Linked DNA regions of Mus musculus: region 2 is linked to region 1. Evidence: chromatin contacts called from public HiChIP or PLAC-seq data. All regions are on one chromosome and are shown on one strand. The core of a region is the stretch at or near the end of the contact, and the rest is flanking DNA. Distances in the headings are between cores, read along the strand shown.

The links. HiChIP or PLAC-seq counts read pairs in DNA pulled down with a chosen protein or histone mark.
Region 2: an HNF4G HiChIP or PLAC-seq map of pancreatic cancer cells shows a contact between it and region 1. The contact joins the promoter of Apon here to the promoter of Cdk2 in region 1. A contact is called at or near these places in 3 of 39 promoter capture datasets (the C10 cell line, cranial neural crest and pre-B cells), 2 of 115 datasets of contacts at active chromatin or transcription factors (bone marrow-derived macrophages and pancreatic cancer cells) and 1 of 9 other capture datasets (liver).

Annotation. Positions count from the first base shown.
Region 1 is chr10:128,702,421-128,709,436 of GRCm38.p6, reverse strand. Cdk2 (cyclin-dependent kinase 2) reads left to right here and starts at 4,386. Exons shown (of 8, transcript NM_183417.3): 1 at 4,386-4,725; 2 at 5,434-5,511; 3 at 5,610-5,730; 4 at 6,854-7,016. The coding sequence starts at 4,610. Pmel (premelanosome protein) reads right to left here and starts at 3,179. Exons shown (of 11, transcript NM_021882.4): 1 at 3,079-3,179. The coding sequence starts at 3,151.
Region 2 is chr10:128,250,812-128,257,827 of GRCm38.p6, reverse strand. It overlaps Apon (apolipoprotein N), which reads right to left and starts at 3,697. Exons shown (of 2, transcript NM_133996.3): 1 at 3,547-3,697; 2 at 1,927-3,393. The coding sequence starts at 3,373. The coding sequence ends at 2,618. It overlaps Timeless (timeless circadian clock 1), which reads right to left. Exons shown (of 29, transcript NM_001164081.1): 26 at 7,016; 27 at 5,945-6,158; 28 at 5,740-5,835; 29 at 4,887-5,636. The coding sequence ends at 5,572.

The sequences.
Region 1 (7,016 bases), core at 3,137-5,636:
TTGTTGTTGTTTGGTGTTTTATTTTGCTTGGGGTGGTATTTAGACTCTAATGCGGAGCTTTGTAAGTGCTAGAGAAGCACTCTATCACTGAACTATATAACAGCCTGTTGTTTGAGATGAAGACTTTATATGTTGTTGCATAGACTAGTCTTACATTTCTGGGCTCAGGTGATTTTCTTGCCTCAATCTGGGATTCTAGGCCCATGACACTGTGCCTGACTGCTGGGGGTGGGGAGAGGGTTGTTTGTTTGTTTGTTTTTATTTTCTCTTGCTGGCCTATAATTTTCTATGAAGACCAAGTTAGCCTCAAACTCACAGAGACGATTCATCTGCCTCTGCTTCCCAAAAGCTGGGATTAAAGGTGTGTGCCACCAGGCAGCCTGGAATGCATGGCTTCGTTTCTAAACTGGCCCATAATCACCATAAAATCTGCCCTTCAGCTCCCACTCCTTCTCTATCTCTGCATCCCAGGTTAGCTTCAAACTTTCATTGTAGTAGATAATGACCCTTAAGTCCCAATCTTCCCGTTTTTACTGTCTAAATGCTAGGCTTAGGTATGTGCTAGAAAGACATTAGGACCAGAACCTGGGATTTGTGTGTATTCGACCAACTCTCTACCAGCTAAGCTCTATCCCCATCCCATCCTTCAGATTCATCTTATTTTTTTTGTTATATATATATATATTTTTTTGGACAGGGTTTCTCTGTATCCCTCACTGTTCTGGAGCTCTGTAGACCAGGCTGGCCTTGAACTCAGAGGTTTACCTGCTTCTACTTCCTGAGTGCTGGGATTAAAGGCAAACCACCATGGCCTGCTCAGATAATTTTTAAAAGAATATTCATTATTGCTGGATGCTGGTGGTGCATGCCTTTTACACAGAGAAATACTGTCAAACAAAAAGAAAAGAATATTTTTTATTGTTTGTGTGTGTGTGTGAGAGAGAGAGAGAGTCTATTGTCTGTATGTATGTATGTCTGTGCACCAAAGCACACACTTAGTGACCCCCGAGATCAGCAGAGAATGTTTGATCTCCTAGGTCTGGAGTTACAAACAGTTGTGAGCTGCATGTGTGTGTGCTGGGGATTGAACATGGGTATTCTACAAGAATAGCCACTGAGGAGCTAATTTTGTAGACCAGGCTGTCCTGGAATTCAGAAATCCGCCTGCCTCTGCCTCCCGAGTGCTGGGATTAAAGGCGTGCGCCACCACGCCCGGCCTTTTTTTTTTTTTTTTTTTAACATGATGGAAAGGCCACTGTGGCATCAAGGCATGATGTACTCAGGAGTCACCAGCATAGAACACCATGAGCTTGACAGCATGGACTACAGAGTGTATCCCAGAGCAGCGTGCCCTGTCTCAGAAAATGGAGGAGGGGAATGAGGAAGAGGGGCAGCTGTAGGGGGAGGAGGAGGAGGAGAGAGAGGAGGGTCGATTGAGAAGAAGCCTGTACAGGTTGGAGGTGGGGGACAAAGCAGATATAATTATTATAATTTAATTGGGTACAGTGTGTCACATCTGTAGTCCCAGCACTCCGAAGAAGAAGAGCCAGGTGTGGTGGCGCACGCCTTTAATCCCAGCACTAGGAAGGCAGAAGCAGGCAGGTGGATTTCTGAGTTCGAGGCCAGCCTGGTCTACAGAGTGAGTTCCAGGACAGCCAGGGCTACACAGAGAAACCCTGACTGGAAAAAAAAAAAAAAAAAAAAAAGAAGAAGAAGAAGAAGAAGAAGAAGAAGAAAAAAGAAAATCACTGCAAGTTGTTGGACGCCAGCTGGGGTTACGTTGGGAGACCAGAGCTAAAACAGATGTCTGAAAAGAAAGGAATAAAATGGATGTCCACATCCCTTCACCCAAATCCAAAATCCACCAACATTTGGACACATTTGCTCTATCCTTCTTGGTTGCTGTTTTTGTCTAAAATATGTATTTAGAAGAAACTCTTGGACAAGTGAGGTGGCTTATGGGGTAAAGAGGCTTTCTGCCCAGCCTGACAACCTGAGTTTGTTCCCCAGACTCACATGGTAGTGGTGGGGGGACAGCCCCCAAACAAAAACTAAAGTCAGTGTGTGAAATGCAAGCAGAGTATCTTAAGGGCCTCACTCAGATGTGTGGGTATGAACAGAACATCGCAAACAACATCTCAGAAAAGTAATGAAAAGAAAAGAGAAATTATAGTACAAGTGAAGAAACCAGATATATATAATGTGTATGTATGTAATATATATATAATATATTACAGCACAGAGAAGTGTCCTTAACCCAATTCTAACGTCCACAGGAAGCCCAGGGTTCTGCTGGGAGGGGGGAGGGGGGGGGCTGTTCTATGTTCATCTCAGGGAGCGCTTGACCACTGAAGCAAGAACAGTCATAAGACGCACCATTCTTTTTGACTGCCCACTCTCCCTCCTCAGCAGCACGGGACATTCCAGACCCTCTCGCCATCCTTAACTCCCTCCTCTTGCTCCTGTCACGAGGTCTCAATCCCCCAGAGTCCTTTCATGTGATGCTCAGCTGAGACCCTTCTGAGACAAGCCTGGGATACATTCATCCATCCGCACCCCTGATGCAGAGGTGGTCTGTCAGTTTGGCCTTCCTGAATACCCTACTCTTTTTCTCTCTACTTTACATCTCCTATCACTGCATTTAAGATATTACCCAAAGGATCTCCATGTCACCATGGACATGTCACCATGTCACCTCCTTGGAGCCCCTATTTCGCTGAGTGCTCCAAGCAGCCTCAGAATTAGTGCCATGCCTTCTGCCCCCTGCATCAGATAGGGATACCTCTATGCTTGATCCTAAGGTTCACATCTAAAGCTGGGCACAACGGTTTAAGTATGTACTTAGGAGGTAGATGAGGAGTTTGAGTTCATCCGTGGGTACACAGTGAATCTGAGGCTAGCCTGGGCTACACTGGACCTTGTCTTGAACAAATAAAAAAACCAAACAAAACCATATCTTCACTAAAATCAAATAGGACAAGCCTAAAGTATTTTGACTTGTCTGATTAGAAGGGGGAAACCCAGAGCTGGTGTTCAATTGCTAATAGCACTTGCTCCTGACCACCCACCCACACTCACCTTCTAGGGCCCCCACAGCCAGCAGAGCACTCAGCACAAGCACGGGAAGGAAGCTCCTTCTCTGGACACCCATAGTGGTCCTCTTGCCAGCAGCCAAAGGTACCAGGGGGTGGGAGCGAGCCCCTATATAGAAAGGGATGGTCATTTGCATAGGCCTTCCTCCTCTCCCTCCAGAGGAGGGGAAACCTGGGAAGAAGGAAAGGGCCAGAACTGATTTCATCCCACACAGCTCAATGACAGTTTCTGGTTTCGCTGGGTCACATTCACTGACACACTTATTCTGGAAAGAGTTCACTGATGGGCAGCCTCAATTCACATACTTAACAGTCACAATTCAGCAAGACAGAGTGAAGAGAATTGTGTCAAACCAAGAGATCCTTAAGACAGAAACAGCACCTTTATCCAAAAGCATCCAGAAGGGGCTGGGAGGGTAGATTGCCAGCAATAAAACAACACAGGCAGCCAATGAACCCCGAAACAGTGAGACAGTATTAAGCTAGGCTGAGAAACGACTCTATTATCTAGCCAAAGAATCCTTTACAATAAGAGTCCCGATTTTCCAGCCTGGACTAGAGTTCCAGGACAGCCAAGATTACACAGAGAAACCTTGTCTCAGAAAAATAAAAAGAAAGCGGAGGGAGGCGAGAAGGAGGGAGTGTGTGTGGGAGAGAGAGAGAGAGAGAGACCGGATTTTGTGCCCCACATGGAGACCGAGACAAACGGATCTCTGTGAGTTCGAAGACAACCTGGACTTTTGAACGCATTCCAGCCAACAAGGGCTGCATTATGAGATGTTTCCAAAAAGCAGGCGAGAGTGCTGGAGAAACAGCACCGCTGTTAAGAGCGCAAGCCGCTCTTGCAGAAGACCAGAGTTCAGCTCCAGCACCCAAGTTAGGCTCACGACCGCCTAGAACCTCAGCTCCAGGGCACCTGCTGCTTCTGTGAAAACTTAAATGCAGACACACAGACCCACACACCATTTAAAATAAAATACATTATTCTTTTTCTTTTAAAGATTCCCAGGTTTTGCTTTTTAAAAGAGACTCTCTTGTCCAGGTGGAATTTTAATCTCACCCAAGGGGTGGTGAAAATTGTGAGGGAAAGGTAAGGAAATCCGTAGACCAGAAACACCACCAGTTCCGGCCTGCGGAGCCTAAACCAGGAACTGCGGGAAAGTTGTGCAGCTGCCCCGCGGCTCGCCCGCCCAGGGCGGGGCCTCTGAGGCGGGAGCGCGATGGTCCGGTCCGCCCTCGTGACGTGAACCAATCGGAAGGGCGGGGGGCGGGGCCAGGGAAACGCGGGAAGGAGGGGCGGGGTCTCGGATGGCCGTCTGGAGCAGTGGGGGAGGCGGCAACATTGTTTCAAGTTGGACAAATTGTCAAGGGCTGAGCTCTCCTTGCGTTCCATCCCGAGCTGGGACTGCCGTGCTCACCCGGGGTCCCCCAGGTCCTCCGCTCCGAGTGTCGGGCCCGCTTTCGTCAGGGTTCCCGGGCCCCGCTCCCGGGGGCCTGAGCCGCCTCACTAGCGCTCCATGGAGAACTTCCAAAAGGTGGAGAAGATTGGAGAGGGCACGTACGGAGTGGTGTACAAAGCCAAAAACAAGTTGACGGGAGAAGTTGTGGCGCTTAAGAAGATCCGGCTCGACACGTGAGTGGCCTCCGGAGCCGGAACTCCTTTGCCCGGACCTCTTGGCTGTCCCCCTCCCAACCCCCTACCCCAACAGGCGGGTAGCGTCCCCGGACCGGAAGGTAGCGGGGAGGGAGGGAGGGACGCGTGAAGCGAGCGGTGGGTTGGCCGACCGTGGAGGCTCTACCGGAGGAGACTGTCCGGGGCTGGAATCCAGGGGAAAGTTTCTTGCAGTGCTCCAGCCGGTGTGCTCCCAAATCTGCTAGCCGAGAGACTTGGGAAGAGAAAGTTGTGGGGTGGGAGCCCGGGATAGGAGGGGTCCAGGGCTGTTCGTGGAGTTGGGTTATGTGGTAACCAGAGAAAAGTTCCTTTCTGAATGGAGAGCTCTCCTCACTGCTCCAGCACCATACTTAGAACCCTCACTCTCTTTCAAAAGAATGGCAGTTGAGATTCACTGGCCCTCAGGGGAGGCCGGGAGCTACTCTCACCCCACTCCCCTATTACCTTTCTTCTGCTTTTCATTCACCTGGAGGCTCTTCTTACCTTTCACTGGAAAAAGAGGAAATAATGGCCTTAAATATGTCTAAAAGCCACACCCTAACTACCCAGAAATTAACTCCTCACAGCACCTCTCCTGTCTGCCTTCCTAAGGGGGCTGGGGGTTGTGTATCCCTGAGAGAATGATGTTTGTAACCGTATTCTTGTCTCTGTTTTCCCAACCTCTCCAAGTGAGACTGAAGGTGTACCCAGTACTGCCATCCGAGAGATCTCTCTCCTTAAGGAACTTAATCACCCTAATATCGTCAAGTAAGTCTGCTCTGAGAGATGATCACTATGACGAATTCTGCTTGCTTAGCCTCAGAATTTCTCTCCTTCAACTCCATTTCCTGGACCTTCTCTTGCAGGCTGCTGGATGTCATCCACACAGAAAATAAGCTTTATCTGGTTTTTGAATTTCTGCACCAGGACCTCAAGAAATTCATGGATGCCTCTGCTCTCACGGGCATTCCTCTTCCCCTCATCAAGGTAACCCTGTTCAGTGACAGCCCACAAATTTTAGGGAAAACTAGAGGCAGGTAATTCAGTCTGGTAATTTATTTTGGCTTTTTCTCAGACTTCAGACACTCCACCTTCTCCTACTCATTAGTCATTAACCCTAGGATGGACAGAAGAATCAAAATTGAGGAGCTTCTATGAGCCGGCAGCTCAGGTGGAAGGAGATCAGATAACACTCAGATAAAGGACACCCCCCACCCCCCCCCCACCCCCCGTTTCTCTGTATAGCCTTAGCTGTTTGGGAACTCACTCTGTAGACCAGGCTAGCCTCGAACTCAGAAATCCACCTGCCTCCCAAGTGCTGGGATTAAAGGCTTGCGCCACCACTGCTTGGCTCAGATAAAGGATATTGAGGGCAGTGGTGGTGGTGGGTTCCTTGAAAAAATTCTTTTACCTGTGATATGGGAAATGTAACCAGTGAGTCTCTGTTGTCTGTTTTTGAGCTGGGCCCACTCCTAGAACTACTTTGAATGTATCAGCAAGTACATATTCGACACACAGTTCAGCACCGTCAATGCGCTAGCCACAGGGTATTGAAAGGAAGGCAAAACTTGAGTAGTATCTGGTCTATATATCCTTGGCAGGCTGAAAATTCAGTGGAAAGACATTGTTGTTAAATGTGTGGTTGTGTTGTACTTATGTGTGTTGGTTCGTGCTTGTAATCCTAACACTTGGTAGGCTGAGGCAGAAGGATGTGTGTAAGTACAGAGGAAGCCAAGCTACAAAGTTCTAGGCCAGGAAGACAATAATATCTTTAAAAACAAACAGGGCTGACAAGATAGCTCAGCAGGTAAAAGAGCCTGCCTCCAAGCCTGATGACCTGATGGCCTGAACTCCACCCCCAGGTTCCACACAAGAAGAAAACGGAACTTCTGCAAATTGTCCTCTGACTTCCACACATGCGCTGTGGCATGCCCCTGCCCCCTCTAAATAAAGAAATAAAATGTAACTAAAGAATTAAACAACCTCCCCAAAAATGTATAGTGTAGTTCTCATCTAACATAGTTAAGACTTTATTGAATTTTGAGGACAAAGAATAAGTCGTATCTGCTCATTGTGATGGAGAAACAAACCTCCCCCTCTCCTTTGTCAGAGCTATCTGTTCCAGCTGCTCCAGGGCCTGGCTTTCTGCCATTCTCACCGTGTCCTTCACCGAGACCTTAAGCCCCAGAACCTGCTTATCAATGCAGAGGGGTCCATCAAGCTGGCAGACTTTGGACTAGCAAGAGCCTTTGGAGTCCCTGTCCGAACTTACA
Region 2 (7,016 bases), core at 2,448-4,947, 450 kb after region 1:
CTGCTCTGGGCCACAGGTGAGCATGCTCTCACGTGCTGCTTCAGCCTGTGCACAGTGTAGTGAGGAAGGCTTACTTGCCCACCCTGTAGCAGGCTGAAATCTTCCTAAAAGCTGCAGGAGAGTGACAAGGACATGCCTTGGAAAGCCCCCCCCCCCCGCCCCACGCGCCCCCCCCCCCCCAGTCTAAGAGGCTAGGTGTCCCCTTCCTATCTGATTGAAGAAAAAAAACCCACATGCCTTTTTATACCACAGCCTGCAGCTTAGGCGACAGCAGATAGTCTGGAGTCAGGGGAGGGTCAGATGAAAGGATACGGTTGAGCAAGAATTTGGGAGCAGGATCTAGTATAAGAACTCCAGAAGTGCCAGGGAGTGGTGGTGCATGCCTTTAATCCCAGCACTTGGGAGGCAGAGGCAGGCAGATTTCTGAGTTCAAGGCCAGCCTGGTCTACAGAGTGAGTTCTAGGAGAGCCAGGGCTACACAGAGAAACCCTGCCTTGAAAAAAACACAAAATAAAACAAAACAAATAAGATCCCCAGAAGTGAAAAAAAAAAAAAAAGTAGGAAAAGGGGGAGACCATGTTTTAATCTGGGTCTGTAAGAAATGGCAATAAATACAGCAGGAGGTGGTGACTGCAGGCCAGGAGTCTTAGGTGAGGCCTAGCTGGATCAGGCCATGCAGTATGACACCAGCTCCCAAACTGCTTCCCTTGGGCGATGGTCTGAAGAGTGCCTAGGGCTCAATTGAGGCAACATCTGTCCTCATAAAGTCCCAGTGACAAACCAACATCCCATTCCACCAATTTAACTCTGGGAGCTAAATGAGTTTATTAGGGTTACTTACAGAACATGGGTGACCCTAAAGCAGTGGCCCCAGCAAGGGTGATGGTTCTCCACTTTGCTTAGATGCGCCCCCTACTCCTCCCATCCCCCCAACCCCTTCTTCTACAGCTCCTAGCTAATACTCTCTAACCTTTCCCTGAAATTCTGAGGCTATGTACAAGTAGGGCCGAATTACCTGTAATTGTCTGGGAGGAGTGGCTAGATACTCAGATGAGGGCCTGTGACCTTTTCTGTCTCTCCTGTCAGGAAAGGTCAGCCATCAATAAGCCCAGCTATGGTGGTCCTTTGCAAGCAGGGTCTGCAGCAATTTGGCTCAGATGGTAGTCTGGTACAATATCTCAACCATCAACCCTCGGCTTTTGTTCCTTTTAAGCTAGGCCCAAGAAGTGAGAGTTGGGGGTGGCCAAGATGACTCAGTAGGTAAAAGTGCCTCCGTCACTCCTGGGGACGGAGGTGTAGTCACTAGAACCCACAGGGAATGAGAACAGTGACTCATGACTGCGGTCCTCTGACTTGCACACACCCCTGACCTCCTCGTGTTCTGTGGCTCAGGAGTGCCGGCCCATACAACCACATGTTCACACACATCGTCACACACTCTATTAATAATAAATACAATAAAAAAATTAAAAAGGAAACGGGAATGACAACTGTTTGACTTGGTGTGTGTCCATCACTACACTGCTCCACTTCCATAGGTGACAGGAATCCCCAGAGTCCTGTGCGGTCCCACTGGCGAGAGCTGAGACAGCTCGAAGAGGTGTGGACCCTATCTAGCCCCCAGTCCCATGAATATGTGAAATGGCTGTTTCTCTACAAGAATGTGCCCATTTGAACGCATTGCTCAAATCTTTGGCTCAAGACATTGGAATGTGCTCTGTGTCCCCCCCGCACAGCCCTCTCTAGGTACAGAAGGAACCACAGAAACCCAGTCGAGAAATCCTGGAAGTCAGGCAAGAACGTTTCAGCCCGAGGCAAGAGGACCACTCCAAGCTCAAGGCTAGCATGAATTTTGTACTGAGTTCTGGGCCAGCTGGAGCTATGAATTTATATTAAACTTCCTTAAAGCTCCCAAATCAGTGAGTTCAACATAGAAGCAGCTTTTTATTTGTCTCATCAGTTTAAGAATTAACAGAAGTAGGCTTAGTGGTGAACGGCTTGTCTAGTATTCCTGAGTCCCTGGGTTCAACCCCAACACTACAAAAACAGAAGTGAGGGCACAGGTCTATAATTCTAGCACTTGGAAAGCTGAAGTAGGAGTCCCATAAATTTGAGGCTGGCCTGGGCTATATAGTAAGGGCAATGGCCACAAAGCAAGACAATCTCAAAATACCAGAACAAATACAGACATGGTGGTGCACACCTTTAATCTCAGCAGGTGGAGGCAAAGGCAGGTGGATCTCTGAGTTCCAAGATAGACAGAGTTACCCAGGCAGACCCTGTCTCAAAAACAAAACAAAACAAAACAACAAACCTTCCTTTCCTTAATATCCCAAAACAATATGAATACAACCAAGGCCCAGAATTCAGCTGGGAAATTAAAAAGCATTAAGCAAGGAATTAAAAAGTATTAAAGAGGGAAATTGCAATACCCATAGCATTTAGAAACTGAAAGACTGAAGTCATATCAAGTGTCTTCACACATTAGGATCAAAGGAAGACAATGTATGAATTTGTAAAATGCAGCCAGCGTCTAGCTACACACCGTGGGCAGCTGCTGTGTGCACACCTACTAAAGGGCTATGAGAAAGTTCATTCCATGCCTAGGAGGCCGTGTCTATCCAAAATAGGTCTGAAAATATTCCCACACAAGGTTCACAAAAATACGCTTTAAAACGACTGCAAGCTGAGCAACGAGGTATACTCGATCTTCAACGGGAATCTTGGCGTCTTTAAGTTCTGGGCTACTCATCAGCCTCCTGGCTACTTCATTCATACTTTCCCAAGACTCCATGGTACAGTGCTGGGTGACATTGACTACAGAGGCCTTGAACTCTCTTACTAGGTCAATAGGAGGGAGCTTGTTCGCCGTCTCCAGCAGCACCTGGGCCATATCGTACAACACCCACCCGGGTTCATAGGTGCACGCCTCAGGCAGGGTAACTGAGCGCCGGACCCTCCTCATATCCCCAGGGGATGGCACCAGATGCCTCAGAATGACTTCATTGTTGCCGATCCCTTCCTCCTGGCTACTCTTTTGACTCTGGAGGACCAGGGTTTCCGCGCTGTCTTTTCCTCCCATTTCACTGATCCGAAGCTGCAGACTGTAGGCCTCGGCAGGGCAGCCAATGTTTTCCAGGACAACTCTCAGGGCTAAGAGGGACAAGAACTCAGACAGAGGAGCAGCGGGGAGCACCGTGTACAAGAGGTCCCGACAGGTAATGGGGGTTGGAGGAGGAATCTTGTTGGGGAGCACATTTGATGTGGGTTCAGTTCTTGTGACGGCTGGCAGGCTGCCATTCTGCGTCTTCCACGGAAAGGCGGTCACCGGGGACAGTAAGATACAGCCAAGAAGCAATGCAGCCTGGATCATGGTGGGTCCACAGGACAGCCCTGTTGTGAAGGAGCAGAGCTCAGGTGAGGAGGGCGCAAATATTCAACAGGAACAGGCACCAAGAATGGTCAGAGTTTGGTAGAGTCCTGGTCATTAGAGACTTCAGTTTCCCTGGACATAAGAGGGGGCCTCTTAGAGGCTGTTACCCTCACCTGTCTGGCAAGCAGCAGAGGAATGAAGTGGTTCTCTGTCTCACTCAGTAGGTCCCTAGTTGGAGCGGCTACCTTCCAGAGGTTAACTTCTTGTAGGTGATGACTGGAAACAAGTATTTACCACCTCTCTTTGGGTAGACTTTATCTGACCAGCTATTGCCCCATCCTGACAGGCAAGGCTCCTCCTTTGTGGCTAGGCGGTCCCTAGACCATAGTCCAGTCTCTGTAGCCTCTAGGCAGTGGAAAGTTTGTTCTCTTTTGAGACTGGGCCTTCTGTAGCCCTAGCTGGCTTGGAATTCAACTAGTTAGCCAAGGATGACCTTGGATTCTGATCCTTCTGCCACTATAACCCCAGTACGGGGATTTATGGGAATCTGCAACCAGGTGCAGTTGCCGTGGTACTGGGAATCAACTCCAAGGATTTATGCATGTTAGGCAAGCACATTACCAACTGGGCTACATTCCCAGTCCATGTGTCATGTTTACTTTAAAGATTTCCCAATCAAAAAATTTGAAAAATAGAACCTACAGCAAATCAAATCAAGTTATTACCAGAGCAGTCTTTTGAGTTTTTACCTTTATTGTTTTTTTTGTTTGTTTGGTAAGGTTTTTGTGGTTGTTGTTTCAAGACAGGCTTTCTCTTTGTAGCCCTGGCTGTCCTAGAACTCAATCTGTAGACCAGGCTGGCCTCAAACTCAGAGATATGCCTGTGTCTGCCTTTTAAGTGCTGGGATTCAAGGCGAATGCCCACAGAGGCCAGATGAGCTGGAGTTACAGCCAGTTGTAAGCCACCTGACATGGTTGCAAGGACTAAAAATTCTACTCCTTTGGAGAGAGTCTTACATGTTCTTAACCACTGAACCATCTCTCCAACCCCTATTTACTTTTTTGTTGAGATAGTCCTGGCTGCCCTGGAGCTAGGTAGACCAGGCTGGCCTTGAACACAAGGCCTCTGCCTCCAAGTGCTGAGATTAAAGGTATGAGCTACCATCACTCTTCTGGCTGCCTTCTAATTTTTTTGGACACTTTATAACCTAAGCTGGCCTAACTTCCTATATAGTCTAAGTATTCTTGCTTTAGTCTCCAGAGTGCTGGGATTATAGGCATGAGCCACCACCATACCTGTTTTGTTTCAAGACACAGTCTCAGACTCGTGGGTAAAAGGGATTTTTTTTGAGATTTTATCAAAGCCTCATGAGGAGCTGAACCAACAGGCATGTACCCTGTGGTCAGCAAGATGAAGCATCTTGTTACTTGTGGATAAGAGGAAGAAGAGGAAGAGGAGGAAGAAGAGGAAGAGGAGGAGGAGAAGGAAGAGGAGGAGGAAGACAACAAAAGTCTCTTTTTTTAAAAATTATATTTATTATCAAGCTGATTTTTTAAATTACATTTATTGGCCCACGCGTAGGGCTATATGACTCTTTCCTCTCCCTCATGGCAATTCTCTTGCCTCTGTCTCCCACACGATGGGATTAGCTCACACTACCAAGCTCAGTTCAGGACATGTCTTTTAATTTTACTCTTAAAAGTTCTTCCGAAGACACAACAGATGGCTGGCTGGCCGCTCTGAGATGAGCAACTGTTAATTGTACACATTTAATATGAAACACAAATCAGGGATGCTTGTCAGCTTGAGAGTGGTGCATCCCAGCTCTCCCTCAACTGTAGAAACGGGTTCAATCATGTGTCCTGGGATGAAAGAAAGAAAATGGGAGCAATCCAGTGCTTTGTGAGGACAGAATGAACAACCGTGCTGGGTTATAAAGCTCCCCGTCAGAAGCCAAGACGCAGTCCTTAGAGGAGGACAAGCCACCTTGAACCTTTCGCCACTCTTCATTTGCTACGAGACGGACCCAGAGACCGGCTGTGCACGCTGATGAACCTGGGGCAAGGACTGACCGCAAAGACTCCACCCAACACTGCTGCCTAAAATTCCTGGGCTGTCAATGTAGAGAAGATTGCTTCCAACGCAGGCAAAAGTAGCTTTTGTGCCTCCAACTCACATCGGTCAAACACATCTGGCTTTCAGTCATCCTCATCCTCAATCTGAAACCGTTTCTTCCTGTGGACTCTTGGCGTTCCCGACACTGCTGCCATGGGAATGACAGGTAAGAGACAGAAATGGAAAGCATCTAAGTATGTAAAAGGATAAGGCAAATGGCCAGTGTCTCCACTGAAGACAAGAGTCCCTACCTTGCCTCCTCCCCTCATCATCTTCCTCTTCGTCGCTGTCCAGCAGTTGCCGCTTCTTGGGCGCTGAGTTCCATTCTTCCTCCCCAGTGGCCTCCTCTGCAGTGATGTAAGACACAGTCGGGAACCGGCCCTGCATCGTCTCAACAGCCCTCACGCCACACGGTGGCACAGAGTAAGTCACCAAGCGGGGGCCATGGCACTTTACCTTCTGTAGGCCCCAGGCCTGCTTTCCTCTTACGGGCTGACAGAAGGGCTCTCAGGGCTTCTGTCCGGTGCTCCTCACTGGGACCCTGCTCTCCGGGGACTCCTGGCTCTGGCTCCTCTTCCCTTTCCTCCTCGTTTTCTTGCTGACTCAAAGAAGCAGCCACCCTCCGAAGCTGGGTGGAGCTCAGTTTGGCTGGAATTCTCCAGAAGGTTTCCTACAGGTACACAGCAGGTGAGATCGCTGCCAGGGAGGACCGGCCTTTCTGGCCACTCTTCTGCTCTATCAGTCATTGAGTAAGCATGACCCCCCCCCCCAACCAGGAATGACCCACAGGAGTTGTGAATTGGACTTACACCCAGCACCTAGCTCAGTGCTACACCAGGTCACATTCACTGTGAATACAGCTATTAGCAATGAATACAGGGAAGGATCTGGGCCATGTAAAAAGTTAGCCTGTGAGATCCACACTCAGAGTCAATGGGGGCGCGAGGGGAGCGGCCGGGCAAGATGTTAAAGCGCCACTGGACTGGGCGCCCGAGCAACTATTCCCACTTCCTGGGTCAGACAGGCAGTAAGATTGCCTCTCTGTGCAAGTTCTGAGCTGACCCTTGAAGGCTGGTTGAGGGTCAAGAGGAAGAAGGTATGTGGGGGTGTGCACATGTCTGTGTGTGTGGACCTTGGATGTGTGGCTGCAGCCTTCCAATAGGACTGGGCAGATCAACTGGTCATGCATGAACAGACCTGCCATGTGCAGGGTGGAAAGCAGTCGGGGTTGGCTGTGGTGTAAAGCAGATGTGGCTGGATGGCCACGCAAAGACAGACATGCCTCCAGGAGGCTGCGGCACACAGAACCATCAGTGCTGCAGACAGACAAGGGGGCAGTGTAGAACACCATTTAGGGAAGGGGAGGCTAAAGGGGAGAGAGACTTGAGTAAGAGACCTGACTTGGGAACCTTGGGAGGCAAAGGCAAGGCAGCAGGGAGGATCTGGGCAACAACACGGTGTCCTCTGAGGAGGACCAGAGCGAGCTCCAGGGCTGACACGGTCCCGCTCGCTCGCTCTGACACTCACC